Regions from separate parts of the Mus musculus genome. Here all the other regions are linked to region 2. A link is a contact called in public Hi-C and HiChIP or PLAC-seq data. All regions are on one chromosome and are shown on one strand. Each heading gives the region's core, a stretch centred on a gene start, on an enhancer-like site or on the middle of the called end of the contact. The rest is flanking DNA. Distances are from core to core; before and after follow the strand shown. Region 1 overlaps Foxn3 (forkhead box N3). Region 2 holds the start of 4930474N09Rik (RIKEN cDNA 4930474N09 gene). Region 3 overlaps Foxn3 (forkhead box N3).

Region 1 (2,700 bases), core at 181-2,680, 150 kb after region 2:
AACCTGAAGGTCAGTTATCTCCTACAACTCTGAGGAGGAAGTGCATGCAGAAAGCACTGGAGGCCAAAAGGCAGCTGGGATCTGAAGGGGAAGCTAGGGTGCAAGCAGAGGGGCTCAGCTTGTAGAGAAAACAACGGTGTCACGGCAGAGGGCAGGCACAAACAAGCACGCCCTGAGATGGGTCCCAGAAGCCTGGACACCTGTTCCCTAGCTGTGAGCATACACACTGGTCTGAGCATACACATTGTTCTGAGCAGACACACTGGTGTGAGCAGACACACTGGTGTGAGCAGACACACTTGTCCGAGCAGACACACTGAGCACATGTGTGCAATGTCCCAGATGAATATTCCAGCCCTGCTTATTATTCCCTTATGTAGGATAGTTTAAAAGTTTCTTTTACAGAAGACCCCAAACTACAAAGTCAGGTTTGAGGGTCCCCCACCAGGGTCACCCCTTTATAGGCCATTCTACTTCACTAGGTCTCTCCCGTGTGAGAGGCTTGGGATTACTGTAGCTCCTGTGGATCAATATTCTAGGACCCCAAATCTGTGCTTCTGGAAGTGCTCTAGCATGCTCCATCTGTCCTGGACCTCGTCACAGCCCTATAGAGGACAGAAACAGGGAGGCCCCAAATCTAAGCCCCAGCCTCTCCCATCACACAGGAGATGCTGATAATATACGTGTGTGTGTGTGTGTGTGTGTGTGTGTGTGTGTGTGTTCATGCTCGTGCGTACGCGTGCATCTCATGGCACAATCTATGCTTTAACTAATGTAAAGGAACTCAAAAGCTTCGTTTACTGGTTCGGGGCAGGGAAGGGCGGAGCCACAGATGAGCCAGGAGCGGTGGAGATGGCTTTCTATGCAGTTTTCCCAGCAACAGCGGGAGTTAGGTTGGAAACATGGTCCAAACCATAAAACTGAATTTTGTAAACATGGGCATCTGAGTTTGGATTCCTGGCTGTTTCGAACGAGCAAGATGCCTCAGTGTCATCTCAGTGTAAAACTCGGTGTCATTACAAAGTCTGTAATGTCAGATTACACGTGCGGCGTTTCCAGTGTGGGGATATCCAGACGATGCAGACCCTTGTGGGAAAGTCTACCACATGACTGAAAGAATAATGGTGACTAGGAAACACAAGGAGGGCTCTCAATCCCTGCAAAGATTACAGGAAAAAAAAGTGGCCCACCAGCTCAGCTTCAGGAATGAATGTAGATTCTATTCCAGGGCTTATAAGGATGAACCCAGGCTTTAGAATTCACCAAAAGCTGTCTCAGCTCCACTTGTTCCCCTGATGCAGAGAAGACAGTTTTTCTATTTCATCCACATAATGGAGACACACCAGCATCTAGGCCGCCATGCTGTTAGCATTTCATTTACAGACTTAGCATAGCACCCAGCTTAAAGTCAGGGTCACAGATGTTACCAGCACCTGCAGCAGCCATCTGCCAATATGCTCTGTGCCAGGGCCCATGATCTTCCCCTCAGCTGCCCTGTGGGCTAACTGCTCAAAGCCACGACTTTAACAAACTGCTCTCAGCTGAAGATTCCAAGAGGCCACAGAGTTCCAAGATAAATGGTTGACAGTGTAAAAGCCTGGTCTTCTGGTCCCAAGGGGGATTTGCTGGTGTAATTACACTCCAGTCGAGGCCAAGGCTCAACTTTAGGCCTTCTTTGCTTGGTCTCTCTTCATCTGCTGTGTTAGTCCCTTCCCTGACCCCCAATACTCCCTCAGCAAATCCCTCACATGCAAACCTGGCTCAGGCTCTGCTCCTAGAAAATCCAACTCAAGATTTGACTGAAATGACTATTTTTATTATCAGGCAAAGGTGCCAAGTCTCAGCATGTTTACTGAGGCACAGTTATAATACCAATTTACAGAGAATAACCTAAATCTACATATGGGGACATTAAACATGGGGCATAAAAGAGCATCTCACACGTTAATGTTGATGCACATGGCACACTCTTGAGGGAAATATTCACACTCCAAAGTACCACCTATTTTATTCATAAACCATGTATGTAAAGGTACAGTAACTTATTAACAGGTAGTCCATACCAGGTTGTCTCTCTCTTTGCCTGCAGATCAGGATGTTTAAGCTCATAGTCACTTCCCCAGCACCATGCGGGCCTCTATGTCACCATGCTGCCCACCATGATGGCCATAGACTAACCCTCTGAAACTGTAAGCAAGCCCCCAATTAAACACTTTCTCCTGTAAGTAGCCTTGGTCATGGTGCCTCTTCACAGCAACAGAACAGTGACTAAGACAATCCATGTTGGTAATAGTGCTATTCTCAGTACCCAGGAACAGTCCAAGGAAGTGCTGCTCGCTGAGTAACTGGAACACACATACAAAGGGAGCATTAGCTTTGAAAGGGAAGAAAATCCTGACACCTAGCTGCTATAGCATGTACAGATCTCAGAGGCAGTAAGAAGCCAGCCAGGCGTGAAGAAGTCAGTACTATATGATCGGATGAGATGCCTACTGTGGTCAGACACGGAAATAGAAAACAGAATGGTGGCTGCCTCAACCAGATCGCATCAGTTTTAAAGGTGAGAAAGTTCTAGAGGTCATATGAACAATACCGCAAGTACACTCAACATGACAGAACCATACACATGGTGGTCAGACATGGCAGGGTCCACCTGTGTTCCCCACACTTGAAAGATAGAAACAGGAGGATATAGGGCTC
Region 2 (2,700 bases), core at 91-2,590:
ACCATCTCGGGCCCTGGAGGAGCAACAGTGACTGGGGTACAGTCCCAGCCTTCAGAACCTATTGCCCCGTGAGCCTCTGCTTCTGTCTGTTAGTCTAGGAAGCCTACACTGAGAGATTGCATGACTTTTCCAGGGTCATAGATTCTTGCGCAGAGCCAAGGAAAGAGGCCCAGCAGAGATGCCTCTATGGAGAACATGACATCCCCATTGGAGTCCACGGCTGATGGATGAGGGCAGAACGCAGCCACACGTCTTCAGGGTTGCCTCTACCCTTTGGAATCCAATAATGTCTGAGAGAATAAATAGGTTCCATAAGGGCTTCAAGGAGCTCACATGAATGATATGGCCGGAATGAGTTAATACAGGGTGAGTTAAAAAGGCTCACATCCCTAACCTTTAGAAATTGACTTCAGCAGAGGCAACTACTGAGTTCTTCCCAGAAAGCATCTCTCCACCACGACTGCCAGAAACAGAATAAAGGGACAGACCCAACTTTGTTCTGTTCTCATTCAGTATGTCTTATTTCAAAGGTTTTGGTGTCTCTGCCTCCCCTCAAGAAACAGGAACCAAGCGCCTCAGAATTTATAATCCAGAATTTATAATCCAGGGACTGACTCCCTCACAGGATAGAAAGGTTAACAGAGGAGAAGGAGATCCGTTCCCGAGGTGAGCACAGAAATCCCCTACTTGGCTCTTTCTTGTAGCTCTGGAAGAAACACCTATAGTTGGGAGAAGAACAAAGGGGGGAGTAGTCACAGCGCAAAGGCATACAACAAACTGCCCTTCCATCACCATGGTAACACCACCAGCCCCAGGGAAACCAGGAGGAAGCTGCTACCCCCACCCCTGCCAAGTTCTGCTTCACAATCTGAGTGGCCGCTTTTAGGTAAAAGGAAAAACTGGAGATAGAGCTGCCCAAATTCTCAGGCTCACTTCCGTCCCGAGCCACGCCCTCTCGCTTCCCGAAGTGTCACGTGATCTGGAGACGCTCTTGTCTCTTCTCCAGATTCTCCCATTATCATCCCCTCCACAGAGGTGTTCTACTTCCTCCCAGATGTCAGCTGCAGTGACTTACATTTTAACCCTGGTGCCCCGTGGACTGTCTGAACTAGATGGAACCCCAAGCTAAAGGAAGGCAGGGAAGCCTGACACGTTTCACGATCTGCCAAGGCTCTTCATTGTGTCTGTGGAGAGCTGTGTCCAGATCACAGCTTCCTGGCCTATCACAATCTGCTTCATTATGATCTGAACATTCTAGAAAGCATGTGCCTCCCATAGTTACATTCCAGACCGAGCCTCCTCCGGGGTGTTTCTCTGGTCTTCTTTCCTTGAGGCAGGCAAGATTCGAGGTTTCTTAGCAACCCAGGAGTCTACTTGGCTCAGGCTATGCACTCTCCATTCTAACAATGCAGCTAGAATCCCAGGACCCTGCATGGAGTTGCATATACACCCTACTTCAAACAATGGAATGAGTTCTTCTCCCTTAATGTGTCCCCTGCCATTCATTTTCCTCCCCAGAAGAAAAATCTGTCCCATTAAACAGTTCCTGCCAGCGTCAGTCAGCTGTCAGTTGTGGAATATGGTACCCGAGATCTTGAAAATCCTAAGGAAGAAAGGTTGATTCTGGCTCACAGTTTCGGCAGCTTCGGTCTGTGCTCCCTCGGCCTTGCTGCTTCGGATCTGTGTCGTTAAGGAGTAGGAAGCCAGAGAAAGGGTCAGAGGAAGAGAGAGGCCACTCCCACATCACAGCTGGATTGTGTCTAGTAACCAAGGCCACCTATCTGTCAAAGCCCTCCATCAAAGCCCTCCATCAAACAAGGCCATGTGTTTGGGGTTATTTCTATCCTACCTGGTGAAATGGTAAGCGGGGAGCGAGGACCAATGAAAGGAGTGTCCCAAGGGGCCATGGCGTTCAGAGACCACTTGGCGGCCTGCCAGCTTCTCGGGGACCCTACCCTCCAGGCTATTCTTCGCCTTTTCTCTCTGCTTCAATAAACACCAGCTTTCACTCTTTCTGAGCCTTCACTTCTTTTGTTCCTGGGAGTTCAATTCTTTGTCAGTCTTTTAGGAAGGACCTGAATCCTAAGCAGCTGTTCCCACGCTCAGGACAGCGTAGCCTTCTGGGGGAACGTGTGGAAGAGGAGGTGTAGTAACATCACTGTGACCCGGGAAGCGAGAGAGAAAGGAGAGCTCTCCAGTTCTCCAGACTCAAGGATCTAACTCCCATAATACACCCTTCAAAGGGAACCAAGTCTCTAGCCTATAAACCCTTAGGGGACACTGAAGATCCCAACATAACACTCCGTTCCTCCTTTCCTACATTTATTTGCCTAGAGCACATACCAGTGCACTTTGTGAAACTGTGCCTTTATCTCTTCTGCACATGTGGATGAAATGATTCGCGTAACCACATTTGCCTGGCTTCTTTCCCTTAGCAAGGTTTGGATTTATCTGCCTGAGGCTGGCATGCCTTGCTTACTCTGATTATCTTTAGTTGTATCCATTTTCCTGAAAACAACACAACGCCGTCCTTCTTTATGACTGAAAAACATCCTACTGCGTACGCATACACCACTCTTTATCCTGCTGGGTTGGGTCTGCAACGTATCTGTTGTGGTTAGTGCTTCAATAAACATCGATGCGCAAGCATCCCTGGGATGTGCTAAGCTGGACTCCACTGAGTAAAGACCCAGGAGTGGT
Region 3 (2,700 bases), core at 145-2,644, 240 kb after region 2:
CCCTGACTTCTTCCAATGATAGATTGTGAACTGGAAGTGTAAGCCATATAAACCCTGTCCTTCCCAACTTGTTTTTGGGCCATGATGTTTTACTGCAGCAGTAGAAACCCTGAGTAGACAGGCATTCGTGGGCGCCTTTGCTATTCTCTCTGATGAGCACAGCGTTTCAGTGGCCATCACCTGATGTTGACTTCTGGCCTACACACACACACACACACAGAGAGAGAGAGAGAGAGAGAGAGAGAGAGAGAGAGAGAGAGAAGGAGAGGGAGAGGGAGAGGGAGAGGGAGAGGGAGAGGGAGAGGGAGAGGGAGAGGGAGAGGGAGAGGGAGAGGGAGAGGGAGAGGGAGAGGGAGAGGGAGAGGGAGAGGGAGAGGGAGAGGGAGAGGGAGAGGGAGAGGGAGAGCAAGCGCCCATCCATTTCACTGGCAGATACCACCAAAACGTTTGTTTTGTTTTGTTTTGTTTTAAACTTCCTCCAAAATGTCTCTTTGAGCCTTCAAGTATATAAGACTGAAAAGTGAGTGTTCCTGGCCCAGCCACAGGGCAAGAAAAGCAAGGTCTCAATGAAACACAAAAGCCAGCACAGACCTGAAGGGGAACAGGCGGCCCCCACAACAAGGCAGCCAACTGCCAAGCTGTCATTTTGCTCGGCGGCTGAACAGAAGGCCCGAGTAATGACAACCACAAAACTCATTTAAAGTCTGAAAAGGTGACTAATGAGCTCATTCATGCTGGCTATAAATTATTCACTCCAACACTGATCCCACACTAGACAAACAGTAAAGTAAACTTTAAACACAGACCCGGCCGGCCTTCCGACTCGAGGCAAGTTATGTCTGTAAGACTTCTCACAATGACAGAGATACTTGTCCCCGTTGCCTATTGTCACATTAGTCTTCTGTTTACTTTTTTTTTTAACTGCCTTTAATCAAGTTAAGCAGACACAGCTGTTACACATTTATTTCTCTGCTGTTTTTTTTTTCATTAGTTATTACGAGCAATCATGAAAGCCCTAAAAATAACAGCAAATTATATTCTCTCGAAATTGAAGGCTGACCTTAAAAATGAAGCCCAGGTCTTCAGAAAGAATATTCATACCCACACATGCTGGCTAAGTGACAGCCCCACACACGGGCAAAACATGAGTGCCTGCCCAACTCTCCAACTCTCTGAGAGCTCTGCAATTTGCTTCTACATTTCCTTTGGTTCTGGGGGGAACCGGTTGCCTCAAAACCAGCGGATACAACAGACCCTGTTTCTGGCGGTCACGTTTGGGTTAAGATTTTCACGAAGACATTATCATCTTAAGCAAATAGAAGAAATGTCTGCCGGCTTTTTCCAGCACTGATAAATAGCAGGTTCCTTGAAAACGCACCCTGGTGCTGCAGATTGCTTTCAGTTTCCTGTTTAACATTAAATAAAGAATTGTCACTCTTCTGTTTTTGCAAACCGAACTGCTTGCTGCTAGTGTGGCTGCTAAAAGCGTGGCGATCACAGCTTACGTGGTCCCCTCTTTCTTTTTTGCTCACCGGCTATCATTTTTTAAGACACTGTAAAGGTTTCAAATCTGTTTGACGGATTTAGTTTTAAGTCCCCAAACAAGTACTTAACATTACAACATGGTTAGATCGCTGAACATTATGTATTTTTAAACTGCTTCGGATCCTTGGAAAATAAGTCACAGAAAAGACTCATATCCAAATAACAGCAGATGGGGGCCCTAACTAATCAAAAGTGAAAGTGGAAAGTTAGACACTGCAGAGTGCTGGCTCGCTGCAGGGATGCTGGGGCTCACTGCAGGGATGGCTGGGATGAAGCAGCAGTCGGGAGACTCCACTTTACTCTGCCCCCCCCCATACCCCCTCTTCTAAGGAAAATCTTCCACATTTTCAGTTTCTTGCATGATCTAAATGAAAGCTTTGTCCACCGCTTCTGTTGCCTAAGACACAAAACATATTTTTTTAGTGTAGAAAAAATACATTTAAAAAAAAAATGTAGAATGGGGGAGTCCTGCAATATTGATAGCAAAGGTCACTGCGTCCTACCCACAGCCCTCTGGGGGCTTTCCTGTGTCCCTCAGGCTTTCAGTCACATTCACATCTCCAGATCAAACAAACTTAAAGGCCTCTCCACCAGAGTCCTGGAAGTTGCTTTTGGATTTCTCTTCTTTTGTTTTTGGTCAATTTTACTTCTTGGAAAAGTTTTGTTGTTGTTGTTGTTTTACTTTAGTTTAGGTTTTTTTGAGGTGGGATATCACTATGTCTCACTACGTAGACCAGGCTGGCCTTGAAACTCACAGAGCTCCAGCTGCCTCTGCTTCTCCAGCATTGGGACTGAATGCGTGCACCGACCTGCTCAGCTTGCGGAACACTTATAAATTCGTACTGAAACTGGCCAGAAGCTTTGTCCCCACGTGTGCACTAAACTATGATTTCTGTTGCTTTAACATTTTGCATTCTCATAGATAAGTGGTTTTGTCTCATGACATTTATCAATTCAGGCGTCTGCGTGTGGCTGTGGATGAGGACACGGTGGAGGTGAGAGGACAGCGTGCACACGTCGGTTGTTTCTCTTCTTCCACCACATGGGCCCCGGGAACCAAACTCAGCTCGCAGCAACCGGGAGCAAGCATCTTTAGGGCAGATGAGCCGTCTTGTTGGCCCACGGTGTAAGGTTTTGAAAAATCTAACATCACAA

Evidence for each region. Hi-C and Micro-C count contacts between places; a contact is called where the count stands out from the background. HiChIP or PLAC-seq counts read pairs in DNA pulled down with a chosen protein or histone mark.
Region 1: a contact with region 2 is called in an H3K27ac HiChIP or PLAC-seq map of double positive thymocytes, with 5 read pairs. The contact joins the enhancer-like site here to the promoter of 4930474N09Rik in region 2. A contact is called at or near these places in 1 of 15 datasets of contacts at CTCF or cohesin (CD8 T cells), 2 of 484 Hi-C or Micro-C datasets (cortical neurons and nephron progenitors) and 4 of 115 datasets of contacts at active chromatin or transcription factors (bone marrow-derived macrophages, double positive thymocytes, embryonic basal ganglia and 1 more).
Region 3: a contact with region 2 is called in a Hi-C map of pre-B cells, with 2.1 times the contacts expected there. The contact joins the enhancer-like site here to the promoter of 4930474N09Rik in region 2. A contact is called at or near these places in 1 of 39 promoter capture datasets (hippocampal neurons), 4 of 484 Hi-C or Micro-C datasets (cortical neurons, embryonic somatosensory cortex, olfactory sensory neurons and 1 more), 15 of 115 datasets of contacts at active chromatin or transcription factors (bone marrow-derived macrophages, craniofacial prominence, embryonic basal ganglia and 9 more) and 2 of 9 other capture datasets (adipose tissue and pancreatic islet).

Annotation. Positions count from the first base shown.
Region 1 is chr12:99,310,046-99,312,745 of GRCm38.p6, forward strand. The region is part of intron 3 of Foxn3 (forkhead box N3); the gene reads right to left. It overlaps Gm46371 (a long non-coding RNA gene), which reads right to left. Exons shown (of 2, transcript XR_001780668.2): 1 at 1,434-2,700. Among named protein-coding and RNA genes, the nearest start is that of Gm46371, 19 kb to the right of the region's middle. Within about 2 kb of position 1,431, at least 26 of the 459 cell types and tissues checked have an H3K27ac peak or open chromatin away from gene starts, as enhancers often do. A contact at or near this core is called in double positive thymocytes and microglia, where this site is marked.
Region 2 is chr12:99,161,468-99,164,167 of GRCm38.p6, forward strand. 4930474N09Rik (RIKEN cDNA 4930474N09 gene) reads right to left here and starts at 1,341. Exons shown (of 2, transcript NR_038130.1): 1 at 1,076-1,341; 2 at 1-719.
Region 3 is chr12:99,405,762-99,408,461 of GRCm38.p6, forward strand. The region is part of intron 1 of Foxn3 (forkhead box N3); the gene reads right to left. Among named protein-coding and RNA genes, the nearest start is that of Gm51999, 15 kb to the left of the region's middle. Within about 2 kb of position 1,395, at least 152 of the 459 cell types and tissues checked have an H3K27ac peak or open chromatin away from gene starts, as enhancers often do. A contact at or near this core is called in adipose tissue, bone marrow-derived macrophages, embryonic basal ganglia and 4 more, where this site is marked.